Regions from separate parts of the Gossypium hirsutum genome. Here region 2 is linked to region 1. A link is a contact called in public Hi-C data. All regions are on one chromosome and are shown on one strand. The core of a region is the stretch at or near the end of the contact, and the rest is flanking DNA. Distances in the headings are between cores, read along the strand shown. Region 1 holds the start of LOC107901430 (O-fucosyltransferase 27). Region 2 holds the start of LOC107916648 (DNA ligase 6).

Region 1 (5,655 bases), core at 893-3,392:
GGCACTCTAAACACTGGGATTTCCTTATTTCTCCTCGCTGATTTAAGGCTTTTAGGAAGGGTTTTCACAATATTAACATCTTTTGCTAAAGCCGCCATAAACGTTTCCTCATTATATAGGTAGGCAAAACTCTTGAACTGTGAGCTGCATCAAACATATTACAAATATAAGTTGATACAGGACAAATTACTGATAAGTCAAATTATCATATGATCCAACTCCAAATAAGAATAGAAAGCAGTACTAATTATCAAAAGTCACCTGATTCCCTTCTTGCTAGTTGTTTGTTGGATCTCTGGAACAACTAAAGTAGCATTCAGAAACCGAGAAACCGCAACCACATCACATATCTAGGATTCAAACAAAATCATTACAATTCCAACTACATATATAAGATAACTTTACCCATAAATAATAATTTTCACTATAGCACCCTTACCGAGCTCCTAATCTCATGGAAACCACCTTGTATTCTGACAAAAATGTACCCACTTGACTGAGCTCCAGGATCTGTCGAAGGCACACGTATAATAATACAACCTTAGTAGGAAATAACAATTCTATGCTTTCAAAAAGTGGATTAAACTGCAACTTGCAATAGACACGAGGACATGATAAAAATCAGAATCTGTGTTTTCATAAAGACACATACACCAATAAATTCATCAACATTACTCTTAAAATAACATAAAGTTCAACCCTCTCATTCTACAGGTTGCATACATAGAGTAGTTTGCATGTGAGGATAAGAATTAAAAGACAAGGGGAAATTCTAGGTGATACGATGGAGCGAGCATGCCCACGGTTTCCATTTTAATCTCTCCAAAAATCTGAGCGGTCAATCGTAAACAATCAAAGCTACTATAAGCCATCGAAAACCACTCAGTAGGTACTGTTAAGGAACTACATCACATTTATCATTGGAATTGTATCAAGATGATGGTTAGCAGTCACAGTAATTTTTATAAGGAAAATAAAAGATCTTAAATCCTAATCATTCAATGCTAGCAAATTAACCTGAACATCTATTATCTAGAATTTGGGAATGAAAAGCATGAAATGTCATGTTTTTTTTTTTTAAACAAATGACTAAAATTATTGTGAAACACATAACTGTCAAAAATCAGAAGTGGAAATCAGAGCTAACCTGCGTAGTATCCTTTAGTATTAGCATGTGGTTGCAAAGATTCCAATTGCCCAACAGGACCCCATAGTCTTCTATACAATGGGCTCTGCACCAAAACAATAGAAGAAGAAACCCTAAGAAGCCATATGTGTTAAATAAAATTAACAAACAAAAACTTACAAAAACAGTTTAAAACCAAATCAAATCGGATCCAAAGTACAAATTTCAGCTCACCTTAATGAAAAGAAACAAGTAACACTAATCTGGGCATTTTCAGTTAACCAAAATGGATCCAAACAAAACTCCCAAAAACAATACTAAAACCCCCAAGTCCACATGTCCAAGAACAGAAAAGTGAAATTACCAAGAGCAAAATGTTTCAAAAAACAAACAAACAGACAAATACCCTGAATGTAAAAACACGTCAACAGAAAATAATCAAATTTAGAAACAAGAAAATGCGAAACAGGAAAAGCATATAAAAGAATCGCATAGTACCGTTCTCGAGAGGTCTGTAGCTTCAAAAACAGGTCTCCAGGAGAAGATGGTTATGGAAGACTGGTACTCGGAGAAGCCGTCTTCAGTGAATCTGGCTAGCAAGAAGTGCACAAAGAGTGAAAAAACTGACAAAACTAAACCAACCAAACCGACCCATTTCATCTTAGACTTCAAAAAAGCTTTCCCTTCTTTCATTTTTAATAATATTCTTTTCTTTCTTTCCTAAAACTCAATGGGGTATTTGCTTTCTCTGTCTAGAAACGGAAGAAAGGTTAAAGAAAGAGGAAACTGAAGAGAACAGAAGGAGAGACACCGAGAAAAGTCAAAATACAAAGCAAGAGAGAGAGAGAGAGAGAGAGAGAGAGAGAGAGACTCTAAATAAGTGTGAGAACATGTTTTGTAGTAAAAAAGAAACTGAAGTAGCAGGGGGTGTTTAATTGGGTTGTAACTTGTGAGAGATCCGACATGCTATTACAGGGAAAGATTCTGATTAATACTGCTGCTCCACTCTCTTCACCTGCGCGTGCTATTTTTGGAATTAACTCAATGAATATGAGATCGGGATGTAGGATTAGGATGCTTGTTTGATATTATGCTGCCACATTGGGTCTGATTTATGAATAATATGACGTGATTTTTTTGGTTCATTTTTTTATGCACTTTTTTTGGTTCATTAATGTGACGTGAAGTGGGTCTAATCCTTTTTTTGTAGGGTACGTGTTAATCCATTCGAGGAATTACTTATCTATTTGATTTGATAATTCCACTTGGATTAATCTCATTGATTTTATTTATAAAATATAAATCTTCATTTAATTTTAATTTTAATTACAAAAACGTAAAAATATTTTTTAAATAATAAAACAAATTATTTATACTCATTTTAAGAATAAATTTTGTTTTTTCGTAAATCAATTCCAAATTCAAAGTAAACAAAAATATGATGATTAGGGATTCTAAACCCTAAAATTATGAGTGAATATAACAAAAATATCCACTTATTAAATAAATTTATATTTCTATAAAAAATTAACTTAACTTTTGCTAATAAAGTTTAATAAATCTTCTTCGGGAACAATAAACACTTAATAAATGAAAAATCTTCATGTTCTTTAATAAATATCCATGTAAATTCTTATATTATCGCATCGTTATTGATTAAGATGGTCTAACTTATCATGCCAACTAACTAGTGTATTCGGACTAGTAATCTTTTGATTTACTATGCACATGATTCAACAATACTAATGTATACTTCTCATTTACCATCGCATGTGATTAATCATACAAACAAATATACTAGCATTGTATCGAAGAAAACACAAATTTAATAAGTTTAGAGGTAGTTATAGATGTCGTATTTGAAACACCCAAACATAAAGCATTAGTCTCAATACAATAAAATCAAAACCTACATGCACTTGTTGCAAATAAATTTTATCAATTTACACAATGTACACAAATAAATATTTCATTTGTTTAGATATATATGCAAAATTAAACAAAGCAAACATACCATAAATGCACAATAACTAAAAGTTAGAACATAACATGAAACTATTAATTTGAATTCCAACACCAATCTTATTATCTGTCTCTACATTATTTTCATTCTTCACTATTTGGTGGTGAGCAAAATTATTATGACTACCCCTTTGACGATTATTATTAATGTCCACGAAACCAACTAAAAATTTGACTAAGGCAAGTACACCTATCAATTAATAGTATAGCTACGATAAGTACAAATATCGTTCCCATGAAGACTAAAAGTACTAGTAATTATCGTCTTTCTATTATGTAGCCGATAAATTCGAATGATTGATTAAAAACTAAAATTAACTAAATTTATTAACTAATGAGCACAACAAATAATAAATCATGAAATAAACAATTAAAGACCAAGAAACAAACAATACCCAGGAAAGAATTCACCTGGATTTCATCTGTCACTATTAATTTAAATTACGCAATTTCTTTACTTAATATGTTGATCCGTATAAATCCCTAAATTATGTTAATATGTCTTTTGAGAGTAAGGGCAACTGACTCTAAGTTGATTAATGAAAGTATGTTTTTAATTAAACCCTCTATTATCACATTAACTCGATTTATAGATTCTCTTATTAGATTTGACTTTAATCTGGTAGATTTATGTTGTCTTTTTTCTAGGATTACATGCAACTCCACTCAATTACGCAATATTTACTCTTAAATAGGGTATATTTCTCCTCTGATTTAAGCACATCAAACATGGATCAATAATCTAGAAATATTAAACCAAGAATTAAGCACACATAATTGAGAACAAGAAACTAAGTATTTATTGCATAAAATAAAACTCAAACGACAGAATTCATCATAGAGTTCATCTCCCCTAGGTATTTAGAAAATTAGTTCATGCTTACAAATAAAAACATAAAAAAATACAGTATAACCACAAGAAATAAAGAAACTCATGATAATCTCTTGAGAAATCCAATGCGAATCTTCAATCTTGACGAAAATCTGCTTCAGAATCGAGTTCAATGATGTTTTTCGAGTTGTTTTTTTGAGTATTCTATGATACTCTCACCTTTCTTTTTTTTTGTCATATATACGTCTTAAAATGCTCGAAAAACCTAAAAATCACTTTTTTTTCCACAATTCAAAAGGTTAATAAGTGAAATCAACACGGCTTGCCACATGGTCGTGTGGTAGTCGTGGCTCATACAGCTATGTGGCTAGGCCGTGTGGAAGGGGCCAGCCTCTGTAGCTCTTGTACCTTGCTCTGATTTTTTGGATTTCGCTCATTTTTTGCTCATTTTACTCCCAAATGTTCTTCTAAGTATAAAAATATGAATTTAAATGATTAGGAGCATAAAATTCACAATTAATATCGAATAATCACTCAAAAACGCATTAAGAATGAGATTAAAACATGTTACTTTTAGCACTTATCATTTATAGTTCCACCTACCATGTCCACGATTACATCTTTTGAATTTGTTATGTATTGCTATATTCACTTCAGAGAATGAAGCAGATCCGGTAAGACGAACTTTATGATTTCATTTACTTATTTAATAACTCATTATTTTATTCAAGTACAAGTAAACAATATTTTTCACATTATTGCTATTGTAGGAGCACATTTAAAACATGAAAAGTTGAAAAAGTTTTCTAACAAGTTCTTATCAGTAATGCTCTTCCCATATAATGTCAATTTGAGAACTTATCCTAAATACTACAAAGTTACATTAACTCACAATTTTAAAATTTTACAACTTCAAGTGCATCAAATTGTAACGAACTTTAAATAAAATTATCATATTCCAATGACCATATATTTCTCTTAAAATTATTCCACAAATTAAGTGGATCTTTTATAGTCAAATATTCAACTTTCAACCCTCCATGGAGACGGTGACAAAGGGAGATCACGACCAAAATTCAATTTAATAACAAAAGTGATAAATATAATTCAAGAACTCAAACATTCTCTATCCTTTCCAAAATAAAGATAGTATCCAAGTATCATGCATAATATAATTCAATATATGAATCTTTCTGTGTCAAAAGAGGTAAATACTCATAGTAAGAGTAGCTCATATTAGGGGTGAGCAAGATCAGATTCAATTCGAAAAACTTGATAAAAATTTTAAATTTTGAATTAAATAGTTCAAGTTATTTGAGTTAATCGAGTTATTTAGATAAACTCGAATAAAAAATCAAATTTTTCGGTTTAACTCGAATATAAATTATACAATTCGAGTTATCTAAAAATTCGAATAAGAAAAGACAAAACTACGTTGTTTTGATAAATGTTTACCTTTTCTAAAGTTAAAATTCAAAATCGTTAAGTTAAAATGCAAAACCATTATATTGTTTATGTAGTTAAATAATATTGTACTTCGTCAACTAGTTAAATAATTGGTCCATGTAAACGTAGCATTGAGTATATATACTAGGATTTGTTAACTCGACTTGAAATTTTTTGACTCGATTCGATTCGATTTGATTTGAAAATTTTTCAAATTGAGTTCAGTTGC
Region 2 (5,655 bases), core at 1,988-4,487, 170 kb after region 1:
TAGGAGAGAGATGGAAGAGCTGAAACAAGAAAGACTTAAGATAGAAAAAGAAAGGCAAGAAGTTAATGCTAGCAAGAGTCATCTTGAAGGACAGCAAATTGAAATACGAAAAGACATTGATGACCTTGTGGATCTCAGCAAGAAGTTGAAGGACCAACGAGAGCAATTGATCAAGGAGAGGAACCGCTTTATTTCATTTCTTGAGAAACAAAAGAGTTGCAAGAATTGTGGTGAGATTACCTCTGAGTTTCTACTCTCTGATCTAAAATACCTACAGGAAATAGAGAATGAGGGAGTCCCTCTGCTTCCAAGTTTGGCAGATAACTATACCAGCGGAAATATTTTTGGGAATTTTGTTGCATCTGAGAGGCAGATGATGTCTGCATCTGTTGCTTCAGGATCTCCAATTTCTGCTGGAACTATGTCATGGCTTCGTAAATGCACCTCAAAAATATTTAAATTCTCTCCTGCGAAAAACATTGAGCCTCATGCTTTAAAAAAATTGAACGTGGGGCCCTCACTCTCTAGTCAACAAGTTAATATGAAAGGCATGTCAACAACTGAAAATGAGCCAGAGCTCACTTCTGTTGCGGCAACTGAATCTTTGGAGATTCATAGGTTCCAGTCAGACACCAGCACAAGAGATGTTGAGGCTGGTCAGGACTTGTCAGTTGATAATCAGAACAACATGGATTGTAAGGAACTGGAAGCGTTGGAAGATTCTCAGAATTGTGATCTGAATCATGGAAAGCAGGTTCACAGGAGAAGCAGGCCTAGAGCTAAAGTAAGACGCTCTGCGAAGGCAGTTGTCAATGATGCTGAGGCTATTCTTGGGAAAGCTTTAGAACCAAATGAACTTGAGCATCCAAATGGTAGTGTTGATTCTGTTCATGCCAATGCTTTAAGCAGGGGTGAATCTGGTCTTGCTGATGGAGGCACATCTAGAAATGAACGGAAGCGGAACCATGCTCAAACATCCCAAATATCAGACAGTAAGCAAGATGTTAGTGAAGGACATTCTGATAGTATTGCAGCAGGCCAGAGAAGAAAGAGGCATCAAAAAGTTGTCTCGGCTATATCTACTGGTCAGAAAAGATATAATCTCCGACGGCCCAAAAAGTAAGTTACTGTTGAGATGGTAGATTTTTCATCTCTTGCTTTATGTGTGTATGAATATTCATTGTGGTTATACAGCTTGATGGTTGATTTGTAATTAAGCTGAAGAACCACTACTTGTTGATTTGTCTTATCTGCTGTTAATCTAAGTTTAGCATAATTTCAATTAATCATTTATAGAATTGCCGGTCCACTTAATTAGAGATGGACTAGCACTTAGTGAAATCAATAATTCTGCAGTGACCGTAAAATAACTATATGGTAGGTTGCTGAATCATTTTATTTCAAATGTATTGTTTGTAATAAGTTGGATTAGATTACAATTTAATTTACTATGTGAAACCTGTGGATGATGTTATTTTGTTGGACAAGGACAACCCAGTATAAAATATTTCAGCAGAAGCAATTTTGATGCAACTAATATGCGGAATATGCTTTGATGTAGTGGGGTCACAGTTGCTAAAACCACATCTGACATGAATAGAGAAACTGAAGGTGCTAAAGATGCAGTGGATCAAGTTAACTACTCTCCAATGCCTGCAAGTGAAACTGGAGATGCAAGTGAGAATAGTGGTGCACACTTTCTGCAGCAGGTAAGGGGCCTTGAAATTTTAATTTTTTGTACTGTGGCATGTGCATGTTTGATGCAGATGGTTACGTGCATGTCAATGATCTCTGCTACAAATTTACGTCAGTTGTCACTTGACAGAATGCTTTGACTCGTTAGTTGAGTAAATTATCTATGCATGGCATGGTCTTCGTTGGTTTTCTGTTTTCTGAAAAGTCGATGAGATGATTTCATGATATCATCATAAATATGAATGAGCTACGAGGCTCATGTTCTAAAGCTGAACTTCACCATTTCAGATTTTGATGATTTATAAAACTCGTCTTAATGATTTTCACCATGTTTAAGTAATCTTGTTTTATATATCTTTTATGTTGCAGGGTGAGACAGGTCCAGACACCAAAGATGGTAATGCTGGTGCAACCAAAACATTTGATGCCAATATGGCATTAAGTGAGGAGGTGAATGGCACACCTCAAGTGGTTGGCGAGTACGGTGATGGAAATGACTACCAGAGTGAATCACACAGCGAAGGGCATAAAGATGAGGATGAGGACGAGACTGAAGGGGAGGAGAATAATTTAGAGCACCCTGGTGAAGTATCGATAGGAAAGAAGCTGTGGAGTTTTCTGACCACATAATGATGCAAATCATATATTGTAATTTGCCAAATTCCGAGCCCAGTTGTGCAGATTTCCTCGTAGGAACAGCTAGTGTGTATTAAAATATAAATGTAATTATTCGCCAGAAATTAATTCAGGTGGTGGTTTGGGGGGGGGGGGTAGGGTTTTCCTTTTGATTCTTTTGCAAGACGGTCCTAGATTAGATAGATAGATACATGATTTATTTGTTGTAGAAATGAGTGGTGGACTGTACGGCTTCCACGACCAAATTGTTTGTATCGGATAGTACTTGTGTATTTCTAAACTTTTCTGGAATTATTGTTTGACTTTTGTCGTCCGTAAATGCCCAACCGTTTTACCCGTCCAGAAGAGTCAAACTGAAGCTCGAATTTTTTATTTTAATATTTGATTTCAAGTAAATTTCTCATAAGATGTTCTTCTTGATCATGTCGCCCTCAAGGCAAGGCTAGAACGTGCTTTTAACATCACTTCTGAAAAGTAAGATCACATTATTTATTTAATCTTGTTAGAGCACTAATTATTTTATTTATATTTTTATTTAAGCTCTTGAGTTGGCATTGATTCGGGGTACTAATTTAGACAGAAAAATTATAGAAATATTCTTTTATAATTAAAATAAAGTATATTATTTAAAAATATTTTAATTTTTTTTATTTAAAAAAATTAATAAAAATATTTATGTAGTTGAATTTGAATTTTTATGTATTTTAATTTTATTATACATAATTTATATGTTTTAAAATTTTGAACTCATAATTTTAACAAGACTATAATGCGTTTCAATACAACCGACATCAATACTCGAGTCAACCGATAAAAATAATATATGATTTTTAGTTTTATTAGTATACAAATGTCCTCTTTCAAGTTTATCTTATTTATTTCCTTCGATTCACTCTCAATAATTTGGAGGAAAAACAACAAAATGATAACAATAAAACAACTACCGCTTTGGCGCCAGTGAGCCTCCGCCACTTGCAAGTGGCAACCACAACACTCCCAAATCAGCCTCGCAAAAATTTTCCAGATCCATTTAAAAGAAAAATGCCCCCTTTTCTCCCATAATTGACCCGACACCACCCTACGAAACACCGCCGATGTCCGCTCAATCAGCGGCCACAGCCACCGCCAATGAGAGAGTCAAAACCTTGACCCTAGACTCCACCCAACTCTACCTCACTGCCCTAAACTCCACCACTTCCACGCTTTCTTTCCCTCCTCTTTCCCTCCCTCCAATTTCATCCCCAACACTCGCTTCCTCATCGATTCCTTCCGCCACCCCTTCACAGCCTTCTCCGCCTCTTACTTCCTCTCCCACTTCCACTCCGATCAGTATTCCGGCCTCTCTCCTTCCTGGTCAAAAGGCATCATCTTTTGTTCCCACCTCACTTCCCTCCTCCTCATCCAAACCCCGTTTCGTCTTCGCTTTGCCTCTAAACGACCCCGTTTTAGTAGATGGCTGCGAGGTCATTCTCATCGACGCCAATCATTGCCCTGGTTCAGTCCAGTTATTATTCAAAGTTCCCACTAAAAATGGGATCTTTGAAAGGTATGTTCACACAGGCGATTTTCGTTACTGCAATCCGATGAAGTTGAATAGTTATTTGATTGGATTTGTTGGATGTGATGCCATTTTTTTAGATACTACATACTGTGATCCGAAATGTATACTTCCTTCTCAAGAAGAATCGATTGATTATGTGGTTAGTGTGGTAGATAGGATAGGTAAGGAATTTGGGAAAAGGAGGGTTTTGTTTCTTATTGCTACTTATGTTGCTGGGAAAGAGAATATTTTGGTTGAGGTTGCACGGAGATGTAAGACCAAGATATGTGTTGATGGGAGGAAAATGGAGATTTTGCGTGTTCTGGGTTATGGGGATGGTGAAGTTTTTACTGAAGATGAGAGTGAGAGTGATGTTCACGTTGTTGGTTGGAGTGTATTAGGTGAAACTTGGCCGTCCTTTAGGCCGAATTTTGTGATAATGGAAGAGATTATGGTGGAAAAAGGGTATGAGAAGGTTGTCGGATTTGTGCCGACTGGGTGGACTTATGAAGTCAAGCGGAATAAATTTGCAGTGCAAACTAAGGATACATTTGATATACATCTGGTCCCTTGTAGTGAGCATTCTAATTATGATGAGCTTAAAGAATATGTGAAGTTTTTGAAACCGAAGAAGGTTATTCCTACAGTTGGTATGGACTTTGAGAAGCTTGAAAGTAAACATGCTGATGAACTGAGAAAGCACTTTGATGGGCTGATTGATGAAATGGACAATAAGAAGGACTTGCTGATGGGTTTTCATCGTGGCAACTGTGAAACTGTAGAAAAAGTTGAAAGGGATGCTAATGAGGAAAGGGTCATGGAGAGAAATAAATATAAGTTTGAAATGAAAACAGTTGAGAGTAATGACATGGATGTTTCTTCGAATGATGTATCTTACGTCCATAAACCTGATTCACAAGATTCAACTATACCAAGCGAGGAGGAAAGAGAGAGAATCATTGAGGAAACCAGGGATTCTTTGCCCAAATGGGTGACCAGAGACCAGATATTAGATTTGGTTAGCTGCTCAAGATGGAATATTGTTGAAGCAGTTTCTAACTTTTATGAGCATGAAATTGAATTCTACGAGCAAGTCTCTGTGTTTAGAACCTTTGAATCTGCATCCCATGCCAGTTCACCAAGCAGCCCTATATTACTTTCAAATTCAGGACCTTTTCGAAGTAGCACTGATGAAAGTGTAAATACTAATTTAAGTCAAGTCAGCAAGTCTCCTAGTTTGAAACTTACACGGTGGAGCAACATATCTCCTAGCAAGAGGAAGAAAAACACTGAGAAGAGGTCAAATAAGAAAGTAAAAAGTAATTCAAAACTGGAATCTAGCGGGTCAAAACAACCCACAATAACTAGCTTCTTCAGTAAACTTTTGCCTGATGACTCTAAAGGTGGCAAGACTGATCAAAAAAATTGAAGAATGCCCTAAAGGTGAAAACATCTTGCCTAGTAATTGGACTAAATCATACATAGAGAAAACAATCAGTTTATTCAGATAATGTATTGTCAAGAAACTATGTTGCGTCCTTGCTTGAGAAAACTCAAGGAGATATCGACTAGGCACTGGATATGTATTATAGTAATCCTGAGTTGAAACATGGTGAGAATACAGAGAATATGATGGTCTACAGCAAATTAGCTTAGGTCCAGAGCTGTACTAATGATTGCTTTGTTAGAAAGAGGAAACATGTACCAGAGGAATCAAGATGTATGGTGTTTTCATATTTGCCAGGACAATTAATCGAAACGTTGACAGTTGCATCCTGATAATG

Evidence for each region. Hi-C and Micro-C count contacts between places; a contact is called where the count stands out from the background.
Region 2: a Hi-C map of leaf shows a contact between it and region 1, with 1.8 times the contacts expected there. The contact joins the promoter of LOC107916648 here to the promoter of LOC107901430 in region 1. A contact is called at or near these places in 3 of 34 Hi-C or Micro-C datasets (callus and leaf).

Annotation. Positions count from the first base shown.
Region 1 is chrD11:17,829,760-17,835,414 of Gossypium_hirsutum_v2.1, forward strand. It overlaps LOC107901430 (O-fucosyltransferase 27), which reads right to left and starts at 2,143. Exons shown (of 10, transcript XM_016827438.2): 1 at 1,625-2,143; 2 at 1,148-1,232; 3 at 440-510; 4 at 262-350; 5 at 1-144. The coding sequence starts at 1,819.
Region 2 is chrD11:17,998,055-18,003,709 of Gossypium_hirsutum_v2.1, forward strand. It overlaps LOC107916648 (DNA ligase 6), which reads left to right and starts at 3,238. Exons shown (of 4, transcript XM_041106346.1): 1 at 3,238-5,655. The coding sequence starts at 3,426. The coding sequence ends at 5,300. It overlaps LOC107916647 (protein CROWDED NUCLEI 1), which reads left to right. Exons shown (of 8, transcript XM_016845966.2): 6 at 1-1,119; 7 at 1,562-1,709; 8 at 2,065-2,650. The coding sequence ends at 2,325.